Linked DNA regions of Rattus norvegicus: region 2 is linked to region 1. Evidence: chromatin contacts called from public Hi-C data. All regions are on one chromosome and are shown on one strand. The core of a region is the stretch at or near the end of the contact, and the rest is flanking DNA. Distances in the headings are between cores, read along the strand shown.

Region 1 (6,922 bases), core at 2,345-4,844:
TTACCTCAGATTATTTGTAAATGTTAAAAAAAAAAGTTCACTGAATAAACGGAAGCACTCATTAGTTCTCCCTCACTACCCATTTCGTTGGGGAAGTGAAAGCAATTTTCTATTGATAGATTCAGTGTCACGTGTTCAATTAGGTCAGGACTTTCTGCCATTTAAAATGACAGAAAAAGCAATGTGAGCAGACTGCTGCATTAGAGATGGAGGTGTCCGGCCTGCCTATCATCTCTGGTCCTGGGTTTGAACTCAGTGCTCTCCTGCTAAAAAGTGCTGTGATGAGGGTCTAGGCCACTGGCTTCATGAGAACGATGAAAAATAACGACAAAAATCTGAAATAAAAGTGAAATTGTACGTTGTTTCTCGACAAACTGGTCTTCAAAATAAACACTCTTGTTATTTACTCTCCTACCTTCCGTTAACTTTTAGCACTGGATAATTTTGAAAATTAAAATGGGCCTTGATATCTGTGGCTGATCTAAATGGTCAAGTGTGTCTCAGACAAGTGAAAGGGACCTTTGTAGGAGCACACGGACTCACGGTGAAGAAACAGCCATGTGTAAGTATGAACGAGCGAGTGAACCTGAATTCCTAAATTTAATTTCCTTACTAAAATTGGTAGCTCATGATCCATACGACCTTGGGCAAATGTTTTGATCTCTGTAGTCCACAGATATGAAAGACTTGTCAAATGGCTGTATTAAGGTTCGCTTTAAGAATGAAGTTGAATGAGGTATGCTAAACAGTTGGGATATAATTTTACAAAGTGAACTCTCAGAAATATTAGAAATCGTAATTTTTTTCACTATTCAATTACTTATTTTTTTTCAGGTATGCACACTTTGAAAGGATTAATTCAAGACGTAGCAGGAAAAGTATAACACCAGCAGCTGTCCAAAAACATTAATGGAATGGGATATTATAAAATAGTTTTCTTCTTATTTTTGTATTTTAATATCTAGAACTATGGGGATAATTAGTATCTCATAGGAAACTATAAATGCATTGTCTACAATGTTGGGTACTGATTGGAGAATTGTCAAGTTTCCGTATTTTAAGTAATACATTTCATGAGAATGATACAATCTTATCTATATTGTATTTTATTCTAAGGAGCATTTTCATTTCTGCATTCCCACTCTAGCTCCATAATTTTTAATTCATTTTTCTTTTTGGTGTATGAAAATACTGTATGGTTACATGCAGTTCTAGTGGTACACACAGCAGTCTGTGATTGAAATTGTCCTCAGAGAAATTTCTCAAATGGTAACCTTTCAGGGCCAGTGTCTGCAAAATCGTGATATATGGAGAGGTTTCGTTGCGTGACATTAGATGGCAAGAGCCAAAATGTCCACCAATTTGTGGAGAACTGTCAAAGGAGCGACCGCAGTTCTGTCAGGAGAAGGGAGGACATTCAAAATGTCGTCTTTTTACGACTATTGGCTATTCTTTAAAGGCACTGAAACTATGGAGTTTTAGCATATTGTGGAGAGATACAGAAATGCTTTAGAGTTGGTAACGGGGTTTCAGAACTTCTGTAAAGTCAGGGTTGCTTTATAAGCTGCCCGGTGAACAAGGAAACTAATAAATAAATATAAATGGAGCTATTTCACACAAGGGAACAGCAGTGCTCTTTGGTGTTTAAGAGTGCATCGGCCCCCTTGTTGTGTGCTTTCCTGGCAATTATTACTATTTAAAGAGAGATGCACCTTCCAAAATGTTTATTTCTAATATTCCTTGTTAGTAATTGTTAGTAATTCACCCCCAAAAGCCAGAGAACAGAGTCACATTATGACTGTGTCTTTGCCTGTATAGATCAGGTGACTGCAACAGCCTAGCTTAAGTTTTCATCGTATAACCTGATTTCCTTGCAGCATAAGCCAAGAACAACTTGCAGAACACTAAATACAGAAGTGTTTGGGTCTTGCTAACTAGTTTCTCCTCCTTTTAATGTTTTGGACAACACTCAGCCTCTATTTCAAATTTCTCCTCGGCCAGAAGTCCACTAGAAGAAAATGACCAGCGGGCTTACTGAAACTCAGACTTCATCTAACAGATGAAGATCTAACAGATCTAACAGAAGTATGACCTGAGGATGCCTCATATTTTCAGCACCTCCTCCCCATGTGGTTTTAAAATGCTGAAAAGCAGTTCTTGGAGGTGCTGGTCATTGTCTAACAGCACCCTAAGGAAGACAGCACCCATGACCCGAGCTAGAAGCCATTCACAAATCCTGAGCAAGAAACCAGTCATCACTCAGTCCCTGAAAATCAGTTAGGAACATGTCAAACTCTCTCTCTCTCTCTCTCTCTCTCTCTCTCTCTCTCTCTCTCTCTCTCTGCATGTATAATTAACTGTGTGTGGAGAACTCCCGGGGAAGGTAATAAAAGAGAGCAGAGAGAAAGAAGAAGAAGAAGAAGAAGAAGAAGAAGAAGAAGAAGAAGAAGAAGAAGAAGAAGAAGAAGAAGAAGAAGAAGAAGAAGAAGAAGAAGGAAGAAGGAGAAGAAGAAGGAGAAGAAGAAGAAGGAGAAGAAGAAGAAGAAGAAGAAGAAGAAGAAGAAGAAGAAGAAGAAGAAGAAGAAGAAGAAGAAGAAGAAGAAGAAGAAGAAGAAGAAGAAGAAAAGAAAGTAGAAGCTTTTCCCCCACTGACTTCTAAAAATCCTCCCCCTCCTCCCATTTTTCTGAACCGAAAATGATGGAGTTCGGGGCAAAGGCATGTTTCCGGAAATGGAGATATGCCTCTCAAACCCAGAAATGATTTATGTAAAGTTAAATATTCCACGTTCGAAAACCTTTCAAAATTCGGAGTTAAGGGCGTCTGTGCTTTTTTCAGGACAACGCACGCAAAGGTTAAAAACCAGTTCCGAAGCCTGTCTGGCTGTCCTCTATGCTGTAGATGAAAGGCAGGGTGCAAGGCACTCAGAATCTGACTAAGTACGAAGGACTCTAAGCTCAGGGGCCCATTCCCTCTCAGACGGGGAATCTTCCTGCTGTCCCTAACTAGTCCTGGTTCTGCAACATGCAGGGATTTAGACATATGTGTGGGAGTGAGCGAGGGAGAGCAAGAGGACAGAGCGCTCCCCACACGTGTAAGCCTACATCTCCCTGCTTCGTAGCTTGCGTTCATTCATATGAATGCAGTGGTTAAATATTTGATCAGAGGTAGCAGAGTTACAAGGATCGGTTGTGCTTTAATGAGCACACCTTAGAATAGTGTGCTCATAAATCTCAAGAGAGAAAAGATCCTAAGTGTAGCCCCCATGTCTAACCCTTTCTACCCTTCCCTTCCCCCATTTTCCAGCCGCCCTCCCCCCCAAAATAGAGGAATGCTTGCAGCAGATTGAAGAAGGATTTGAGCCGGCAGCTACAGAGACGGGGATTAGGGCCAGAGTGGTGCAAGTTAAATTGCGCTGCATATAAAAAATGGGCGGATTGGTGTCCAGATCCAGTGGCTGGTACCACCTTCCTTTCTAAAATAAAATCTCTCTGGCATGAAGTCACCGCCTATTTCACATCCGGTTTGCGCTGGGACGTATTACTACTGTCTTGGTACAGAGAAATCTTTTGTTGTATAGCTGCAGATTGGATATTGGGAAGCAAATTTGGGTATGAAATCTCTAGTGCAGGAGCACGCAGAGTCCATGATGGCTCAAACCGTGTGAGTGAGCGCGGCGCGAGGACGCCCTCCGCCCGGCGCGCCCGCGCTCGCACACTCGCGCAGCTCCGGCTCACCGCGATCCTCTCTCCCACACTTTTCTCCCGGGTCTGGAGCGATCCGGTGCCCAGAGGGGGCCCCGAGGTAAGTGAGACTTCGGACCACGAATGCCCACAGCTTGCAATCTGCCTTTGTCCTAGCTGGAGAGGCAGAGATGTTCTAGTGGGGAAGAGAGCAGGAGCAGCAGGACAGGAGCTGAAGCTGGGAGCAGGTAGAAATAAGGAATGTTTTCTTCTTTCAGGGTGAAAACTGCAGCCCTATAGGAGTAGATTTCTCTCTCTTCCCTCTCTCCTCTTTGAGGCAGATTTGAATGTACCCTGAGGGGTGGGTGGTGACATGTTGTTTTGATCTTTCTTCTTTCTCTTTTTTTAATCTTTTCTTTTCCTCTTCTTTTTTTTTTTCTGTCCAAGGGGAGCTGCGATGAGTTGGGGAGGGGCGCTGGGGGTCGCCATCAGCTAAAGTTGAGAGGTTAGGACAGAAAACCTGTCACGCAGTTTCATTCTAAGGAAGACTGGCTCACCCTGCCTGAACACAGCTCTTCTCCCCTCTCCAGACGCCACAGCTGAAATGCCCTCTGGTGTAGGGGTCTCTCGCATTCTGGAAATGAAATGCTGAACTTATTTGATCTGGGTCGCAGGGGAGGTGGGTAGTGGAGCATGCTTCTAGCGAGGGGAGGGATGGAGGTGGGAAGGGGGCAAGAGGCAGCTTCGGGCTCCTTTTCAACTATTATGTTTGTATTCGCAAGAAACTTTCTTCCTCCAGAACTGAAGTGCCAAGGCAGGTTTGGTTTTCTCCAAATATGACAAGAGTGCAAAAGCTATGGTGTCTTGGCTTGGGAATCTCTTTCTCTCACCCATTCAAGACTTTCTTTTTCTAGAATCAGTGGGGATCAATAGGGCTAAGAGAAGTTGTTTCCCTCTTCAAAACAGACGTTAAAAAAACAAAAACAAAAAACAAACATGTTTTAAAGGAAGAATTATCATTGTGCCATTTGGATGCAATATTTTAACGTAATGATATTTATCCAAGATGCCCCTGTCGTTTTCTACTCCTGTGTATCAAAACCAGTCACTAAATTAAGAGAACGCTGTGAGGAAGCTCACAGTCTTTATCTCTACATCATTTCACTCTAAACGAATTCTGCTTCCTTGCTTACATGACTGTCTGTGATGGTTCTAACTGATTGGGATGATCGGGGAGAGCGTGGAAAGCATTTTGTTGATGTATTTAAAGGCATACCACATGGAACTAGAGAATGCTTAATGTAAAAAAAAATTAATGAGTTTTATAAAGCTTCCATCTATTCATGATTGGCCCTACTAATGAGTCAAGACTGGGGAAAGTGGTGAAATAAAATACATGTAATAGTTTTCATAGGAGGACTGGAATTATTTTCAGTGCATTTAAAAATGTAACTATATCTGCTTCTTAGCCAGGTAATGCTCAGGATTTCAAAATTTGGCTTAATAATATACATACACACGTAATTATATGAATGTATAACACACACACAGACACACAGACACGCACAGACACACACACATTTCTATAATTCTTCCATTCCGTACTCATTTATTCCTCCAGTATCCTCCAACCATATCCAAGCTCAGCCATGAGATAATAATTGATTGCACTTTACCTAAGTGGGAATAAATATCCCCTTCTTGCCATGCAAAGCAAACCACTTAAGCCTCCATCTGTTTGAGACGAACCGTTTTCTAGCAGCAACCTGGTAGAAATTAGAGAATGCTTACAAGATATGTGTGGGCATGTTTGTGTGCATTGATGTGTGTGTGTGTGTGTGTGTGTGTGTGTGTGTGTGTGTCTGTCTGTCTGTCTGTGTGTGTGTGTGTCTGTCTGTCTGTGTGTGTGTGTGTGTGTGTGAGAGAGAGAGAGAGAGAGAGAGAGAGAGAGAGAGAGAGAGAGAGAGCGCAGCACATGGCCTGACTTTAAAGTGTATCCTTTAGCTTCACAGAAACATTAGTGAGCATATTTAACAACCACAGAGAGGCACGACTTTGGCATTCAACAGTGTGTTCCCAATGGTTTTTATAAAGAGGTAAATCCAGTTGCTTCTCAAATCAAGGTGCCTCCAGGATTCAGAGATGTGTTCTGCCAACAGAGGTGTTAGCCTACCAGGTCCCACCTACCCACATGCCCTCCTGTTAGAGGCACCAAGTTGAAACCTTTCAGTGCAGATCTGCCACAGGGACCCAAATCAAAAAGGTCAGGTTTTTTTCAGACACTAAACAACAGCAACATGGGATAAACCAGCAAGTAATGGTAAGGTGAGGGCTACTCTGGAAACCAACCCACAGCTCTTGTGTGGAGCAATTTTGTCCCCTTGAAAGCATTTTGACTCCTATAGGGTAAATGAAGATACTGGTATATTTCTGAAGGGAGAGGTGGGTCGGAAGGTAAAGAGTGCGTGGTCCAGGTTTCCATTGCTTCCAGTGACTGTCATATTCCAGTGAGGTCATTTCCTGACTTCAAAGCATTCATCGGAACTGCCTCAGTCAGCCCTAGTGGTTATAACCTGATGTTTCTTGCAAGACACATTGATCTCTACTTACTCCACTTTTCAGCTGGACAAGCCCGTGATGAAGAAAAGTCGGGGTCTCTCTGACTATCTTTGGGCCTGGACCCTCATTCTGAGCACTCTCTCGGGAAGAAGGTGGGGGCATTTTCTTTAAAAATCTGCATGACAGTTTCTGTAATTTTTCATTTATTCCATCAGGGGGAAGAAAATTGCCCATGGATGAATTCATGACTAAGGGAATTCAGAAAACTTTACTGCAATAAAATGTCAGCTAAGACTAAAGAAGAATAGACCGTGAAAATAACTTTCTTGTTTGGATCCTCGCTAGAATACACTTAACAAGCTTTTGTTTCTTCCTAAGAAAAATTTAAACTAGGAAATGTGTGAATTCAACTTTTAAGTCTGAAATTGAACTTTTCAGTTTTCATTTGTAACTGAGGGGGAAAAAATGTAGTTTCCGAATTTATGGTGAAAAGTTACCAGATTAGTTATTGTATGCCCTGCAAGTTCTAAGTTAAATTTTCAACAGGAAATATTCTAACCATTTGCAAAATCATAGAGTAACTTACAAAAGCATGGGAGTTAAAATAATATTTTAAAATAAAATAAGTTAAAATAATATGTATATGTTGAATGCCACATGTCTATAAACACATGCATATTGT
Region 2 (6,922 bases), core at 1,847-4,346, 290 kb before region 1:
TGGCCAACTTCTAAAATCCCACAAAAGTAAATATTTGTATATCTGAGAAATTAACTTCTTAAGAAATACTTTTTCTATCTACACAGGGAAATTTCCTACTGTGTCTTTCTGAGTCATCCAATACTATGTATCTTTTGTGTTTGTGTATCATACAATCAAAACACTGCCAATTATTAGATTATAAAATTTCTGTTATTAAACCACTGCTGAGTTAATTGATTATCCCCCTCGAGTTTCTGTTAAGTGGTCAGAAGCTTATGGTGCCTTTAGATTGTTACTGCCCAGCATCTGTAGCTGATATGCTAGTTGCCACTTTGAATTCTGGGAATATAAGAACTTCTGTTAAATTGAGGTGAGAGCCAGGCTAAATCCTAATACTTCAAACTTCTTGAGTTAATTAGTATGCCCTAAATTTTATGTCCCAATGGCTGGTTTAGAAGTGTTTGTATAAAAGCTCACACACTTCATCTCCTTCTTTAATTATTTGTTCACTCTCAAGACAGGAAGACAGGAGGATACCATAGAACAATCTGAAATGTTCTGTGTGCTATCAGATTTGAAAGGAATACTGGATTTTTAAGGTTCCGTTTATCTAGAGAGACTTCTGAGAAAAGGAAAGAAAGAAGGAAAGAGGGAGGGAGAGAGGAATGGAGGAAGGGAGGGAGGGAGGGAAGGAGGGAGGGAGAGAGGGAGGGAGGGAGGGAAGGAAAGAGGAAGAGAGGGAGAGATGGGGGAGGGGAGAATTTACAGGAGAAATGTCCGTGAGTTAAGTGGGGGAATCTGGGACACTTGTCCTTGTCATGTATATCCGCAGTGCTCCAACGTGGGCAGCAGGGGGCGCTCCTGCATGAAGCATAACCCCACCCCACCCCCTTCCAAAAAGTGCTTCCCTGTTGGAGAACACAGGTTCTTCCCACACCCCTGTCTCTTAGTGTTTATTCTTTTTCCAAAGACTGAATGTGGCTGTCAATAAATTGAATGTGCTTGGTACCCACGATGATTAGCGTCGTAGGAGCTGTAAGAAAGTACACTTGGTATGAAGCTTGCCTTTTTGGATAGAGACTGGTCAGCTTTTATTTTATCTCACTGGAATAGCAGAGGGGTTTAAAAGAGATGAGAAGTAGTGAGGGGAGGGCAGAGGTGTCAAATATCATCAAGTACAAGGAGGCAATTTCCTAAAGCAACAAGTGGGCATCAACATCCTAGGACTTACTGATTTGTCTCTCTGTGACAGTTTAGTTTGTAAGATAGACTTCCTGGTAAGGTATTTTCTTTTTCTCTTCCTTCCTTCCTTCCTTCCTTCCTTCCTTCCTTCCTTTCTTTCTTTCTTCCTTCCTTCCTTTCTTTCTTCCTTTCTTTCTTTCTTTTTGGTCACATTCACATCCTCCTTTACATGACTGATCCCCAAACCCAGAACTGAAACCTGACAAACTGAGGCATCCAAGAAGGTGTCAGAACCATAGCTTCTGCAGGGGGGAGGAGGGGCCTCCAGCATATTACTGTCTTTACACGTGAATGTGTGAGGTATTTTACTCGCTCTGTATTGGATCCAAATTGGAAAAAGTGCAAAAACAACAACAAAAACAAAAAGCAAACAAACAAAAAAAAAAAACCAGGAGTTGTTCTGTAATTACACATAACATGAATTCCAGGACCATATACCCTCTTCCTGTCCCCACATTATACACATATTCAAGCTTACCCCACCCAACCCCCAGTGGCTGCACAACCCCCTCACAGTCCCCATTGCAGAGACATATCTGTGAGTATTAATACTCACCATATTGACTTCAGAAACCATATCGATGCTGGCGATATCAATGTTCATTCCTACTGCCACAGGGGGACCTGCAAACCAAGATGGTCAGCCATGTGACTTCTCAGAACTTAGTCATTCACACCTGAGTTGTCACTGGAAACTCTAAAGAACCCCCTCCCCCCTCATGCTCATTATATTCCTACATCTTTGCGATAGGAATGTGGGGGATACTCTTCTAGGAATATGCACACATGTGCTGGTCGGACAATGAAGCCAGCTGTGTCTACACATGTTGATGGCTCAGCTTGTGAATCCTACAACTCACAGCAACACAAGAGAGTTTTAGCCGGAGGGATTTGTTTATATTGCCTTGAAGCCCCCTCCTTCTTCTTTTCCCCACCCACTTCTGTGTGTAGGTTTTAACTCTTTGAGTTCCAATAAGAGTCTGAGCAAAATTAAATGGCCACACTAGCATATCTGGGGCTCCAGGGAGAAGTGCCCTTTTTTCCTCTGCTATCTTTATTCTCAATCCCCCAGACCCTCTTCTCCCCTGTACCATTCCCGGTTGAGGGCTGGATAGAATCCCGACGTAAGCCACTTTAAACCACGGCCAGAACTCTTCTAAAGTAGGTGGGCACTGAGAGTCGAGGCCACCTCTCAGCCAACCGCCTGCACATTGTGTCCTCAAAAGTACTCACATTATAAGACAGCCCCGGCCGGGCACACACCGTTAACTAAACTTAAGAGGCTTGTATCTCAAGAAACCTCAGACTGGGGACAAAGATATATCACAGTGAAGGAGAAGGAGAGCTGTTACCAAGTCTGATCACACTCTAAGGGGGTCTCTTGAAAGACCTCTCAAGTGCTGGAGAGAAACAAACTGGCTTAAGTTTGGATCTGTTTCTCAGCAAGGTAAAATAGGGAAACATTCCATACACCACATGCACCCACAACTAAGGGGCGGAAAGAGAGTGCACACAAAGCCCAAAAGACAGCTTAGGCTGGAGCTGGGCTGTTTCTTATTTGCCAAGCAATCCCATTACCTCCGAAATCTGGTCTCAGACGAATGTCATAGCCTTTCAACAGTCTGTCCACCGTCTCTTTAACCAGCGACATATTACTAGGGTCATTGACACTAAAGAAAAAAATGACAATAACCAGGAATGAATAAAGAAGACAGCACGGCATCTTCAACAGCCCTGCTCACAGAGAGGTATGCAGACAGAGCCCTGACAAGTGAGAAAGGAAAGCGACACTTACCTCTGAGCACAGACAGCGGCGATTATTAAGGGAAATGACCAAATCCCAAAGTAGCCCCTTTTCCGGACTCTCCACATCCCTTTAGTTTTTGGTGGGATTGAGGGATTCACTGAAGAGAGGAGATCCAACTTAGTCTGCCCAGTGCAGTAATTCTAATGTGGAGCGCATGCGCACGGCGTACCAAAACATCAAAGGGGCAGCGGCGGCTGCCGGGGACCGAGATTTCCTTGTTTAAAAAAATTAAAGGGGAAAAAGGAAAAGAAGCATATATATGTGTAATATGTACATGTTTGAATAATATTAAACTACTACCCCAGAAATGCATCCAGAGTAAAATCTTCGTTGTTTTCTTTTTTCTTTAAGACAAAAGCAACCAGAGCGTCTGGTAAGTTTCTGTTCTAGGATGTAGTTGCACCTCACGATGTGGTGGGGTTTTAGAGTGTGTGTGTGTGTGTGTGTGTGTGTGTGTGTGTGTGTCCTTAAATATTAAGAAGAAAAATAGGACTAGGTGTAAGGGAGGAAGATTGGTTTTTGAAACCCCACTCCTCCCGGTCTAAGCAGGTTGAAAGGGGCAAGGAGTTGAACTTTTATTTCCTGAAGAATAGCAATCCCCTGCCTGGGACAAGCGGAGGTGGTGGGGGTGGGGTGGGAGCGCTAGGAGTGGGGAGGGGAGCAGTGGGAACTGGAGTCCGAGGAGGAGAAAAAAAAAAACCCAATGGGAGGAGTACTGAGCAGAGGTTGGATTTTGAACGAGGGGGGTGGGGAGTGAACTGTGAATATGAAAGAATCAGAATGGGTTGAGAAGAAAGGGGAAGAATACAGGAATTCAAAGATGCTGGTTTTTCCTGGGAGTCAAGGGGCAAGCTTTTTCTTCACTACTCACAAGTGATTTCTTTCTCTTCCTCCTGCTCACACTTTGTCCCCTGTTCCCTGGGAAGAAAACCTCGGGGTCTTGGTTTCTGGCGCTGTGACGCTCCTGACCCGCTAGTACTGCTATTTATAGCAGGAGGGGGAGGGGGCGAGGGGAACAGTCAGGCAAGCAAAGGCTTCTCTGGGTTTGGGTCTGACTCTGCACTGGGAAATTATAAGTGGTCAGAATGAGGTGTGACTGAGGGACAATGGAGGTGGGGACGTGAGGGACAGAGGGTGACAGGCGTTCCAGCACAGGTGCGGGGCCAAAAGGCACCCAGCGCGAGGGCGGGTGGCGGGGTGGGATGCTCTCCTCTGGCCCCCCACGCCTTGCGGACGCACGCGCACGGCAGGCACACACACGCGCGCGCACACACACACACACACACACACACACACACACACACACACACTCACAGGCACGCACGCACGCGCGCGCGCGAACACACACACACACACACACACACACACACACACACGAGACACACGTGCGATCACAGTCCTTGCCACCCACCACTCCTTACCTCACCAGCAGGAGCTCGCTGCCCACTACTGTGGCCCAACAGAGCTGCACCCCTGCCGCTCCTCTCTGGCCAGCTGAAGATGCACCTCTGTGTCCAAACCCAGTGGCTCACACAAGGCTGGCACAATGAAGGAACCCCGAAACCGTCTGAGCCACCGAACCACCAAACTACACACCACAATTTCCCCTCTTCCCTTCCTAGCCCACGGGAACCCAAGACTGCCCACTTCCCTCCTGCTTCAGGCTCAACACGGACACCAGATCGAGACTCATTTCATAGGAAAAATCATTTCCTCTGCTCGGGGCGCGCGGAGGGATGGGGGGCGGGGCGGGGCAGGGTGGGAGAAAAGAGGATGCCGAGAGCACGCGGACTGGGATGCCCTGGAGTCCTGTTCCCTGTTTTATCTAGGAGACGACAGGAAGGGAGCACCGCAGGTTCTTCAGCTACCAGGCACTCTTTGGTGAAGAGGTGGGAAAGCAGATCTCAACCCTGGGTCCTGGACCGCAGTATTTAACCTAAATCTACTACTGAGCCTTGTCATATACCGAGAGCGCCTACCATATTAAGAAAACCGTGCTTAAAGCAATATTAGCTCGAGGTTGACTCCTTGGTGACCCCATTTTATGGGTTTAGAAACTAGCACATCGAATCTGAGGAACATGTCCAAGGTCATTCCGGTGGAGAAGGATGAAAAGTGATTTGCGCTTTTAAAGCAGTGTTTCTAACCCTTAGACTAGACTACCTCAACTCTTAAGTTTCAGGACCTCAACCTCTGCTAGCTCCTTACCGCCACCCGGGGGACCTCCAAGAGCCCGCTGTGCCTGTGGTATGGAAAAGCTCACAGTTTACACAGGGCTGGTGGTCCAGCAGGTCTCTGGTGAGAGCAGCAAACTGATCCTCCACGGGGTTTGCAGCTAGCTTGGCGCTGCAGGATGCCAGCTGAGGGCTCTTAGTCCCCACAGTGGCCAGGTCCAGCTTCCCCTCTTGACCCACATAGTGAATGACACCCCCACCCCCGCCCTGCGCGCGCGCCCCGGGACATTGAGAGTCATTATTCTGGGGCAACTTAGAGAGGTGACTCCAAGGGAACTTGTGGAGGAGGGATGGTTGCCAGCAGGAATCTGATAGTTTCCCTAGGGTGGAAGACAAACCAGAGGGAAATAGTCTGGGGAAGTTAGCACCAGAAACACAGGGCAGATGTACTATTGCATGACTATCTGCCAGGTGGAAGCTAATACACACACACACACACACACACACACACTGACTGGTGGGGGGCAGAGGGAGATTTGCTGATTTCTCTTCCTTTTCTTGATCTTACAGTAAGACTAATATTCAAGCTAAGTGTAATGAAAAGAGAAAAAAATATGTTTCAGTAAACACAAGGTTCTCAAAGCAGTTAGCCAGTAATTCAATCAAGTCCTAGAAAACTCCTTTCTCTCCAAAAATATCTCCAAACACAGACTTCGTTCCATTAATTACTCCTCCGATCTGTCCATCACCTTCAGGAAGGTTGTCTAGTTTGGCTGAAAGAATGAAGTTCAGTAAACTAAATCACAAAATACCCTCATATCCATTCAACATAATAGTAGTGATCCAATAAATAATTACATACATACATACATACATACATACATACATACATGTGAATAAATACATATTGAAGATCTATTATGAATGGATCTTCTCAAACACCTAGAAGTAACTGCAAGACATTGATGTCTCTAAAATGTGGTCTCCTTGACTTATCTAATCTAGATAAATGTTAATACTGTTTTTGCCATTGGATTAATGTTGAATGATGTAATCACTTGAGTAGCATTTGTCATGCAATTAGCAATCTTTAATGAGTGGGCACAAAAGCAAACAACGTGGCGAGGCAGTCATCTTTAAAGACGGGAAGAACCCAAATCAGATGCAGTTGTTACAAATTTGCCTGAGGAGAATAAAAGAGCTGCCATTTGGAGAAAAATCAAAAAACGCATAGTAAACGATGAGAAAACAAAATGGCAAAAGATGACAGGAGATCCTTTGCCTCTGCATGGTAGGCCTCATGGGCATCTCTTATCAATGACTGTAGGGACTAATATTAAAATACATTTGTTCTACTTATAAGATGCAAGATGGGTATGCCTGAAAGAGATTGTATTTCTGAGACTCTCAGGAAGATTTGCTCGTATAGCTACTTAGGAAGAATACAAAACTGGAAAAGAAATATTGCCTCTCACTTGAAGTTGTGTGGACCCATGGAGAGCATCCTCCAAGATCCACAAATGTGAGCTGACAGGCAAAATGTCAGCCCTCAAAGAAAGCACAGCTTTATAGTCATCTCCAAGTGTCTGCTATGTAAACACCAAGGGGCAACAATACTCTGCTGTCTATCACTCTTCTCATCGTCATGGATAAAAGTTATTTGTACAGCGTTGACAATGATGACCTGAAAACAGATATGGTCCTCACCCTCTTGAAA

The links. A called contact is a pair of places that touch in the nucleus more often than the background predicts.
Region 2: a contact with region 1 is called in a Hi-C map of prefrontal cortex, with 5 times the contacts expected there. The contact joins the promoter of Gabrb2 here to the promoter of Gabra1 in region 1. A contact is called at or near these places in 3 of 12 Hi-C or Micro-C datasets (Schwann cells, frontal cortex and prefrontal cortex).

What each region holds. Positions count from the first base shown.
Region 1 is chr10:27,148,861-27,155,782 of GRCr8, reverse strand. It overlaps Gabra1 (gamma-aminobutyric acid type A receptor subunit alpha 1), which reads left to right and starts at 3,594. Exons shown (of 10, transcript NM_183326.2): 1 at 3,594-3,802; 2 at 6,304-6,392. The coding sequence starts at 6,319.
Region 2 is chr10:27,435,967-27,442,888 of GRCr8, reverse strand. Gabrb2 (gamma-aminobutyric acid type A receptor subunit beta 2) reads right to left here and starts at 3,096. Exons shown (of 9, transcript NM_012957.2): 1 at 3,020-3,096; 2 at 2,803-2,894; 3 at 1,781-1,848. The coding sequence starts at 3,096.